Linked DNA regions of Pan troglodytes: region 2 is linked to region 1. The links are chromatin contacts, called in public Hi-C maps. All regions are on one chromosome and are shown on one strand. The core of a region is the stretch at or near the end of the contact, and the rest is flanking DNA. Distances in the headings are between cores, read along the strand shown. Region 1 holds the start of HEPACAM2 (HEPACAM family member 2). Region 2 overlaps CALCR (calcitonin receptor).

The links. A called contact is a pair of places that touch in the nucleus more often than the background predicts.
Region 2: a contact with region 1 is called in a Hi-C map of induced pluripotent stem cells, with 3 times the contacts expected there. The contact joins the enhancer-like site here to the promoter of HEPACAM2 in region 1. A contact is called at or near these places in 3 of 7 Hi-C or Micro-C datasets (blood, induced pluripotent stem cells and stem cell-derived neural progenitor cells), 1 of 1 datasets of contacts at active chromatin or transcription factors (stem cell-derived excitatory neurons) and 1 of 1 other capture datasets (stem cell-derived neural stem cells).

The regions. Positions count from the first base shown.
Region 1 is chr6:102,606,897-102,611,660 of NHGRI_mPanTro3-v2.0_pri, reverse strand. HEPACAM2 (HEPACAM family member 2) reads left to right here and starts at 2,809. Exons shown (of 10, transcript XM_063814747.1): 1 at 2,809-2,935. VPS50 (VPS50 subunit of EARP/GARPII complex) reads right to left here and starts at 2,844. Exons shown (of 28, transcript XM_519203.8): 1 at 2,648-2,844. The coding sequence starts at 2,680.
Region 2 is chr6:102,934,024-102,938,206 of NHGRI_mPanTro3-v2.0_pri, reverse strand. The region is part of intron 2 of CALCR (calcitonin receptor); the gene reads left to right. Among named protein-coding and RNA genes, the nearest start is that of CALCR, 23 kb to the left of the region's middle. Within about 2 kb of position 2,211, at least 1 of the 24 cell types and tissues checked has an H3K27ac peak or open chromatin away from gene starts, as enhancers often do. A contact at or near this core is called in induced pluripotent stem cells, where this site is marked.

The DNA of each region.
Region 1 (4,764 bases), core at 1,560-4,059:
CTCCTTCCCAAATATCTACATCACAGAGTTCACTTCCTCACCCCCTTCAGGTTTTTTTATATTACCTTCTCTGTGAGGCCTTCCATAGCCATCCTATCTAAAATTATAAGTGACCTCAAATCACCAACAATTCCCAGGACTTTCTATCCTCTTTTCCTCTACAGTGTTTATCACCATGTCTGCCTTAACACTTGTTTATTTTTTTTTTTTACTTAGAATAGTACCTGGCACAAATTGCTCAATAAACATTTGTTGAATGGACTGAAAGAACAGAGGTGAGCATAATGGAGAAAGATGAAGAACAGATCTCATCTAAATAAAGAGAGCTAACAAAGCCTTCCTTCCTCCCATTACTTTGCAAACAAAGATCCCAGGACAGCTGAAATGTCCCAAAACTTAAATTTCACAGACCTTAATTTCCTATCTCTCCATATTAACTCAATATATATTATTAGCACATTCTATAGGTTCAAAAAAAGAAATACTTTCATGTATACTTACTTGTAATCCTATTAAATTTAACCCAATAATAAACTGTACTAATTCAAACCCTCAATGTAAATAGCAGGCACACTAATTTCATACCTCATAGATTCAGGAACTGTGCATCAGTATCAAATATGTGAAAGTCAAGCCATAACATATATAATTAGGATAACTTTAAATATGTATGCAAAACTCCTAATTTTACCTCACTTTGTACACAGTATGGTTCCAGCTTTTTGTATGTGTTCTTTAATGTATTTTTTTCCATTTCAATTAAACACAGGTTTGACCTGCTGAAATTCAATAAGCAACTGACTAAGGCTTAAGTGTTACCATTTTCAGCACAATTGCATTACATTTAGGAGACATACACTTACCACTGCTATCTGAAATTTTTTTCTCTCCTCAGTTTTACAAAATGAGGTCAAAAAAACTAAACCAACCACAGCTACCATACAATTATGACAACGTTAACTACACTGAACCGTATGGCAGGCAACAAACTTGAGACAGCATCAAACAGCTGATGCACAAAAGTCCAAATTCAACATTCCAAAGGCAGTTTAGAGGTATTAGTGATATAAAGTACAAAAGTATATATTGATTTAAAAATCAAACAGGTACCGAAGTCAGCATGAACTTATCTATTGCTTGAATTACTGCAACAGCCTGCTTCCAGTTTTCCTGCTTTTCCACCATCAACATAGCCAATGTAACTAACGGTCTCTGCGTTCAAGCACTTCCTTGATAATGCCCAGGAACTCCGTTAATGCCTTAAACTCTTTAACTTCATTATATCATGTAAACACCACTATCAGGCTAACTCCATAAGGCACACATTATTCCTATTTTAAAGATGTGGAAACAGATGCTTAAAAACGTTATGTAACTTGCCGAAAGTCACACAGCTGCCACAGGATACAGCAGGACCCAAACTCATCGTCAAGTAAGAAGTAGTAGGACGCACAACACCAGTACTCAACACATGTGAGCAATTAACAAATGTTACTAGCCACTTACTTAAATATTTTTATTATTCACAGAACATTTTGATTATATTTTCATAACATTAACAAAATGATCTGACATAACTAAAATAATCATGTAAGGGTCATTTGTGCATTGTGCAAGAGAAATACACAATTTGTATCCTGTTTATATATCTCTCAAATTGTGAATTCTCAAATAAGAATGTGGAATTTGAGTTATTTTTGTAATCAACAAGAAAAAAACTCACAAATATACCTTTCACTAAACGATTACCTTCCACATTCTCCAAACTTCTAAAAGCCATGTTGATTTAAAACTCTAATCTTAACTATCTTTCATATTAAAATAATAAAATGACCAATTCTAGTGAAATATTAAAGCTGAAGTAAATAAAGGTAGCTAAAACAAAGTCATAATCAATAAGTACATAAAAGAAAATTTCTGCACTTCTTAAATGAAGCTGAGGCATTATTACGAGGTCCCTAACATTTATGAGACAGGTTACAAAATAGCCAAAGCTCTTATTCATGAATTTCCATTCTGGGAAAAAAAGAAAAGATCAGTATTTTGCCATGACAAAAATAAATTTTTTAAAGCAGAATTTCACAAAGAGTTTTCACATATATTAGCTTATCGATGACCCTCATAACAGAACTGTGAAATAAAATGAACAAAAATAATTATTTTCACATCCAGAAACGTAAGCTACGAAGTTTGGGGACTTGCCCAAAATCCAAAAGCTACTAATTCTGTCTTCAAATCATCCGTTTTCAGTCTTTCCAGGTCACCTCTACTGCACAGACCACACCACCCTACCCAGGCTATCAGCTCGCATATGACAGACAGCCTGGATGCGGAAGACCTTGCAAGGAAGCTCGGGCTGTTCTGGAAACACGGCAAAAAGAGGAGGAGGGGAGACAAAGATACCCTGATTCCTTCAATGACTTATTTTTAAACGAATGTTTCTGGGAGGCTGGTACCCGCTGGAGCAGTGCTCCAACCCAGGCGGCCTAGGTGAGTTTTCTAGGGTATGCCCCGGCTTCCCAGTCCCCCTGACACCTGCCACCACCCATAACTTAGATCTCCGCCCGCCACTGGCTGGGGACAGAACATCTCGGCTCCTCTCACTTCCGAGATGAAGGAAGCCTTTGCTTCAGCCGCCGCGGCTTACCTGTCGGGTCATGAGAGATTTGATTTTTTGCATGTCGAAATCCTGAGGAGGGTACCCTGCCTCAAAGAGCTAACAAATCATACCGAGCCACTACACAGCTGGCCCTGACACTAGGAAGCCATAGTGGGTGGTCACGTGGAGGAGCCGACCCAGGCTATCCTGTCTTGCCCTGGGCATGCTGGGAACTGTAGTCTTCTGGACGCCGGCGGTAGCAACGATGAACTAAAGTGGCCAACCCAGGGACTACATCTCCCAGCAAGCAAAAGAGCGGGTGCTTCAGTTAAGCCGGTAAATATTACTGCTCAGAGCGACCACTGCGGTCGCCGGTCTTACAAAGGTTCTTGCACTAGGCAGTAGCTACTCTTCGGCGAGACGGAAACCTAAGTCACAGGTGACTAGGCGTTGAGCGAAAGATCAAACTCAGAGGAGACAATATATAAGCCAGATTGACGCGATGTCCCCTAGGAGTGTGAGGGAGGAAACCTCACCTGGTCTGGAGGGGCGGGGTGGGAGAACGAGAGACTGACGCGAAGGAGAAGGAACTCAAGAAAGGGCTGTCACTGAGGAGGGGTAACCTGAGAACTCGAGACTACCCCGGGCGCGCTGGGTTTGGCCTGAGGAAAGGTGTGCTCTAGGTTGCCCAATAGGCGACCCTCCAGGTTTAGGGCTGTTCTACCTCAGTCTTGGTATCCCCTGCAAAAGCTCTAAAATCGAAGGATTTTGACGCCCGCCTAATATTTTACCTCCGTACTCTAAAGCAGTGATGACGGGAAATACGACAATAACGAGTATACGTGTCACTTTAAAGTCCTCTTTTCAACTTTTGGCAGTTTAGTTAAATTGGGGAAAGGAACAGGAGTGCCTTTGGGGACACAATTTTAAAAGGACTTTACAATTAAGAGAATATGAGAAGAAGAAGAAAAAGCAGCCCTAAAGCTAACAATGATAGCTAACACTTATCGAAAGCTGAGTACCTGTCAGGAACTGCTAATAGCTTTAAATATATGATTTCATTTATCCACACAAGAATCCTGTGGGTTCCCATTTTAAAGATGATGAAGCAGGTATGGCGAAATTAAGGAACTTGCCTAAGATTACTGCAGATGTGCAAGTAGAAACTGAAGGATTAATCGGTCATCAGATGTGTTAAGATTTTCATGTATTGTGCTGAAGAAAGTTCTAAAGCATGGCACCAATTTTTTTAAGTTTATTTTATTATAATGTTAACTTCTAAAAGTATGACACAGACCCATAATTTCAAAAATATTTCTTAGAATAAAAAAAGTTCAAGTGTGTCAACCTAATAAAAAATACTAGGTGAACAATAGTATGGGTGGTAGTCAGATATGGCAAAACTAATAAAGGTGATTTGCAAATGACTGAAGTTTGGGGGACACTAACAGAGGTTATTTCTGATTCTGAAATTCTATTTTCTCACCCCTTAGAGCCTCGTTTTATTAATTTTTACAAATGAAGTTGTAATATTTTATATAGGGCTTTGTAAGGATAAGTGAGATGATGTAGGTGAATGAAATGTATAAATTGTAAAGCACTATACAATTATGAGGTATTATTGGTTTTGATTCTGCCCAGTTCTCTACTCCAACAGAACCACCTTGTGCATACTTGTATCATCACTGCGTTCAGCAATTCCTTTGAAATTATATGTTTACCTATATGCTTCTCTGACTCTGTTATTTCTAACCCCTTCAAGAAATTCTGGTCACATTTAGGGCAAGTCTAGTTTAGTTCATTCTTTACCTTCTCTAATCTTAATTGTCAGACTGTTCTTTGTGTGTGAAAATCTGCAATATTTAGAAGTCCCTGAAAGCATCAAAAGAAACAAAAACTGCCAGCCATATTAGCCTATAAAATAAAACCCAAGCCAATAAACATTTCTTGATTGTTGCACTCAAGGCAACACTAAAGTAAGCACTTTGATTAATAATCTATGGTTGTGGTCACAAGGAGTTCACAGTTGGGTTTAAAAGCATATCTTAGGGGTGATCTGAGTTCAGTAGATCTCAAACCTGACTGTTCAGATTCACCTGAGGTGTGTGCTGTTATTATTGTTGTTTTCTTTGGGGATGTTTGTTTGTTTAAAATCTTCAGTGATT
Region 2 (4,183 bases), core at 962-3,461, 330 kb before region 1:
CCAAAATTTGTTGTGCAAAAAAAAAGGGTAAGTTTTCATTAACATCTTTCTATGGCATGCATTTTGTAAACCTAGCACCACAGAACGTTCATGTAACAAGTGATCTTGATCATTATCTGGACCAAACTTCTGTCTGTTAAAGGATCCTATCCTTAATACCCAGTACCTCCTCAGGATCTCCCAGCTCTTCCCTTGTTGAGCAGCTCTGGAAACTCTTTGACATATTGAACCAAAATCTCCCTACCTCTGATTTGCACCTTTGATGGAGCAACACAAACCAATCTACACTGTCTTCCACAGAATGACAATCAACATCTTGTCGGTGAAATATCTCCACCATGGGTGAAATTCGATGAGAAAAGAGATAGCAGATTTTTAAAATAACCCATAATTGGATAAAAGTCATTTTATTTGAAAACTTTTTCCCTCTAAAATAACGTGATATATTTTGAAAGAAGAAGGTGTGAGGTCAGGTGTCCATTATGTAGCCAGACAGATGGATACGTTGTTGTTTTACCATTGCCATAGAAACAAGTGCTATGTTTATCTCATTCAGTGAGGAAGAATTTCTCGGGTCTTTCCCAAAAGCTGTGATGTGTGCTACACTGAATATGGCCCACCATGTCTATCTGGACAAAATAAATCCCCTTTTTAACGGGGAGGAGTGCTACACAGGGAAGAGGGGAACTCTACTTGAGCATTTCTTCCTATGAGCTCTGTCAATTTCTTGTTATTTGAGATTCACAAATTCTCTTTAATATAACAATCTATTAATGTGCTATATTCATGTTTGGAGATAATGCTAATTGTCAAAGAAATTAGGCTTCTAGTTCTAACCTCTAGAGAACATGGGAAAAGACCAAAGAGGAGTAATTACAGAGATGTGGTTTAATATAAAGGTTTTATATCAAACCGGATTCAGCCATACTCTAGGCCATGAAAGTGGCTTTTGTAAAGACGGTGCTGAATAAAATATAGCCTATCAATGGGTTCACAAAGATCAGTATTTAACCTTAGTTTTAGTTGAAATCATATTTGTAGGCCCATTCATTTGCATACCAATAAAGCTGAATCTTAGCTTTAAATGACTTAGTGTAAGACCTGAAACAGTGTGGCCTTGGAAGGGGCATCACATAAACTATTAGGACACCCGAGTTCCATCTCCAGCTCTGCCAACAGGTTTTGTGACTTTGGTAAGCTCATAATATTTACTGAGCAACTGTTTGGTTTTGAGAACTTGAGCTGGGCATTTTACCTTATTTAATTTTCATAGCCACTTTGTAAGTTAGGTAATACATTTACCTTGTACAGATGAGAAAATTTAGTCTGAAGGGCTAATGAACAATGCCCAAGATCACTCAGCTGATAAATGGCAAGGCTAGAATGTGATGACTCAAGCTTTTCTCTGCATTAAACTATTCCTATCACTTCACCTCCTGAGTTTTAGTGTGTATCTTTGTAGCCACGAGGTCGACATGCTCTGCACATTCTTTGCCACATTGACATCCTTTGATTTCAGGGTAAATATTTCAGTATAATGTCCTGTTCTTTTTATTATGATTATCCATTTCACTGACTGCTGACAGACCTTTTTCTTAATTTGTGTCATCTATATTGAAAATATATCTCAATCATATTTACCAAAATATGAAATCTCTACTTAAATGGGCTTAACACACTGTATCAGCAGGATATAATTTCACATTTGTGTTATCTGTAAAATAAAGCAAAATACTGCAGAATTTGACTCCTACAGTCCAAAACTACAGATACCTTTGCTGACAGTAGAGGTCACTGGCACCTTCCATCCTCTCCATCCAGGAGATGCTCCCCACAAAGGGTGGTTCTTAAATTTGTTTCCCAAAGGGTCAGGGAATGGTAGACCAGAAGCTCCTACAAGATTTTACCAAATTCCTCTTTACTTTTCCTGTCACTTTTGACCTGGTGCCTACAAATAAAGTTACTATCGTATTTGTGGAAATGGATCCCAAAATAACTGGCACTAAAAAAACCTGTAAAGAAGTTGTTGTTATGGTTGTTTGAACATTTAAGAATTGATTATGAGCATGTGAATCATGTAATCAAAAAGTCCTCGGTAATAAATAGGGACATCGCTTGTCAAATGAGTTGGAAAAGTTTTGCCTGCATATATCCAGAGCTTCATCCCTGACAAAGGCTCTTAGAACCCTCCCTGATGAAATACACGTTTCAAGTTCTTGAGCGCATTTCTTAGGAGTTGACAAGTTCTCCATTAGGTGGCGCAGTGTTAACACTCTGTTAATGGCTTTTTGCCTTTTTTAAAAAGAATTTTCTTCAACTTGTTTGAAAAATCTCAGGATGGACTTGCTTTTATACATAGTGTTTTCACATACACTCAGCATATTTACTCCATTTGTAGAAATATATTTTGAAATTAAGTAATTTTCAAGCTTTTATATCTTATTTTGTGTTGGTTTGCTAATTTTAGACTCACTCATAATGGCTTCTTCCTTCAAATATTTAAATTATACATGTCTAATCATTTTTTCCTCCTCAGAGATAAGTAGAAGCAGGTATAAATTAAAAATTTACCTTTAAATATTACAGATGTTTTTAGTAAACTTCTTGGAAGTGAAAATTTGCAGAATCAAGATTATTGGTGTTGGATTGCTAGGAGCTGGTATCACAGGTGCACTCTTTGCAGCTGAACCATAGTAGTAGCTAAGTAAACAACAAGAAGGTCACATGTGCAAATTATGCAGATGATTCAGACAAAAACATCAATGCATTTTAGTTATTTGAATATATCAAGTAGGTGTTTTGCCATCGCATTCAGATATTGTTCTTGTCTGATACCCTTTAGCAATTGTCACAAAACTCTGTCTCTCGTGTGTGTGTGTGTGTGTGTGTGTGTGTGTGTGTGTGTGTTTAGCCCAAATGGAAATGCTTGGTTATAATTATTGTGAATTCTAAAAATACTGAAGTGGCCAACATTGACCAAATTGACAAGACCTTTTTTTTTTTTTTTTTTTTGAGACGGAGTTTTACTCTTGTTGCCCAGGCTGGAGTGCAATGGCATGATCTCGGCTCACTGCAATCTCTGCCTCCCGGGTTCAAGCGATTCTGCCTCAGCTTCCTGAGTAGCTGGGATTATAGGCATGCGCCACCAGGCCCGGCTAATTTTTTGTATTTTTAGCAGAGACGGGATTTCACCATGTTGGCCAGGCTGCTCTTGAACTCCTGACCTCAGGTGATTTACCTGCCTCAGCCTCCCAACTTGCTGGGATTACAGGCGTGAGCCACCACACCTGGCCTAAATTGACAATTCTTTTCACTAATTTTTCTTTAAAGGGAAAACAAAACCATATACATAGAATATGTAGTAAATGCTGTCTAACCAAGTCATTATTTTTCAAAATAAAGCTGATTAAATATTCTATTCTAAATAAAAAAAGATTCCACCTCATATTTTGATATATTGTTGTATTTAGCTAAAGTGCAACAAATGATGAACTCTATCATTTATGTTCTGAAGCAAATTATTGCATTTAATTATATTGCCAGTCTGATCTCTTCAGAAGATGAGATTTTTAGTGATTGAAACTGAATTGCCTATTTGTGCTGTTTAAAGCACTGCTCTATCAGCAGCATGTGGTCATTTTGGATAGGTTAGTTCCTGGATAGCATCTCTTGAATGTACTTATCATGGTAATATTTAAACACTGTTCATGGTGTTTACATCTCAATTAGGTTATAAAGATACATAGCTGCATTGGCTTTGCATTTTCCATTAACTTTATTTAATAAGGTCTTCGTCAAGCCCTAAACCCTAATAGAGGAGGTTTATCTGGTCAGATTGTCTGAATGAATTTTAAAATCAAAGTCTCAATTTTTTGCTTTGATGTTTTCATTTTTGATACCTTAACCACAAATCCTAACCTAAAATTATTCTCCTAGAAAACTTTCTATGGAAAATAATGATTAACTTCATCTCTTAGTCTCCAGGGTAATTGTCTTTGTTATTTAACAACTTCCTAAGCTGAGTATTTTAAATGGTTTACAAATTCAGAATGCTCAGGAAACTGGAAAATTCAGTAGTTGAGAGGACCTCATTCTCCCTTTTCTATCAGATATCCCTTTTTTCTCTCTACCTTCCCTAGTTGAGAAAAGGGAATAGACTTTAGAACTAAGATAGTCATTTGAA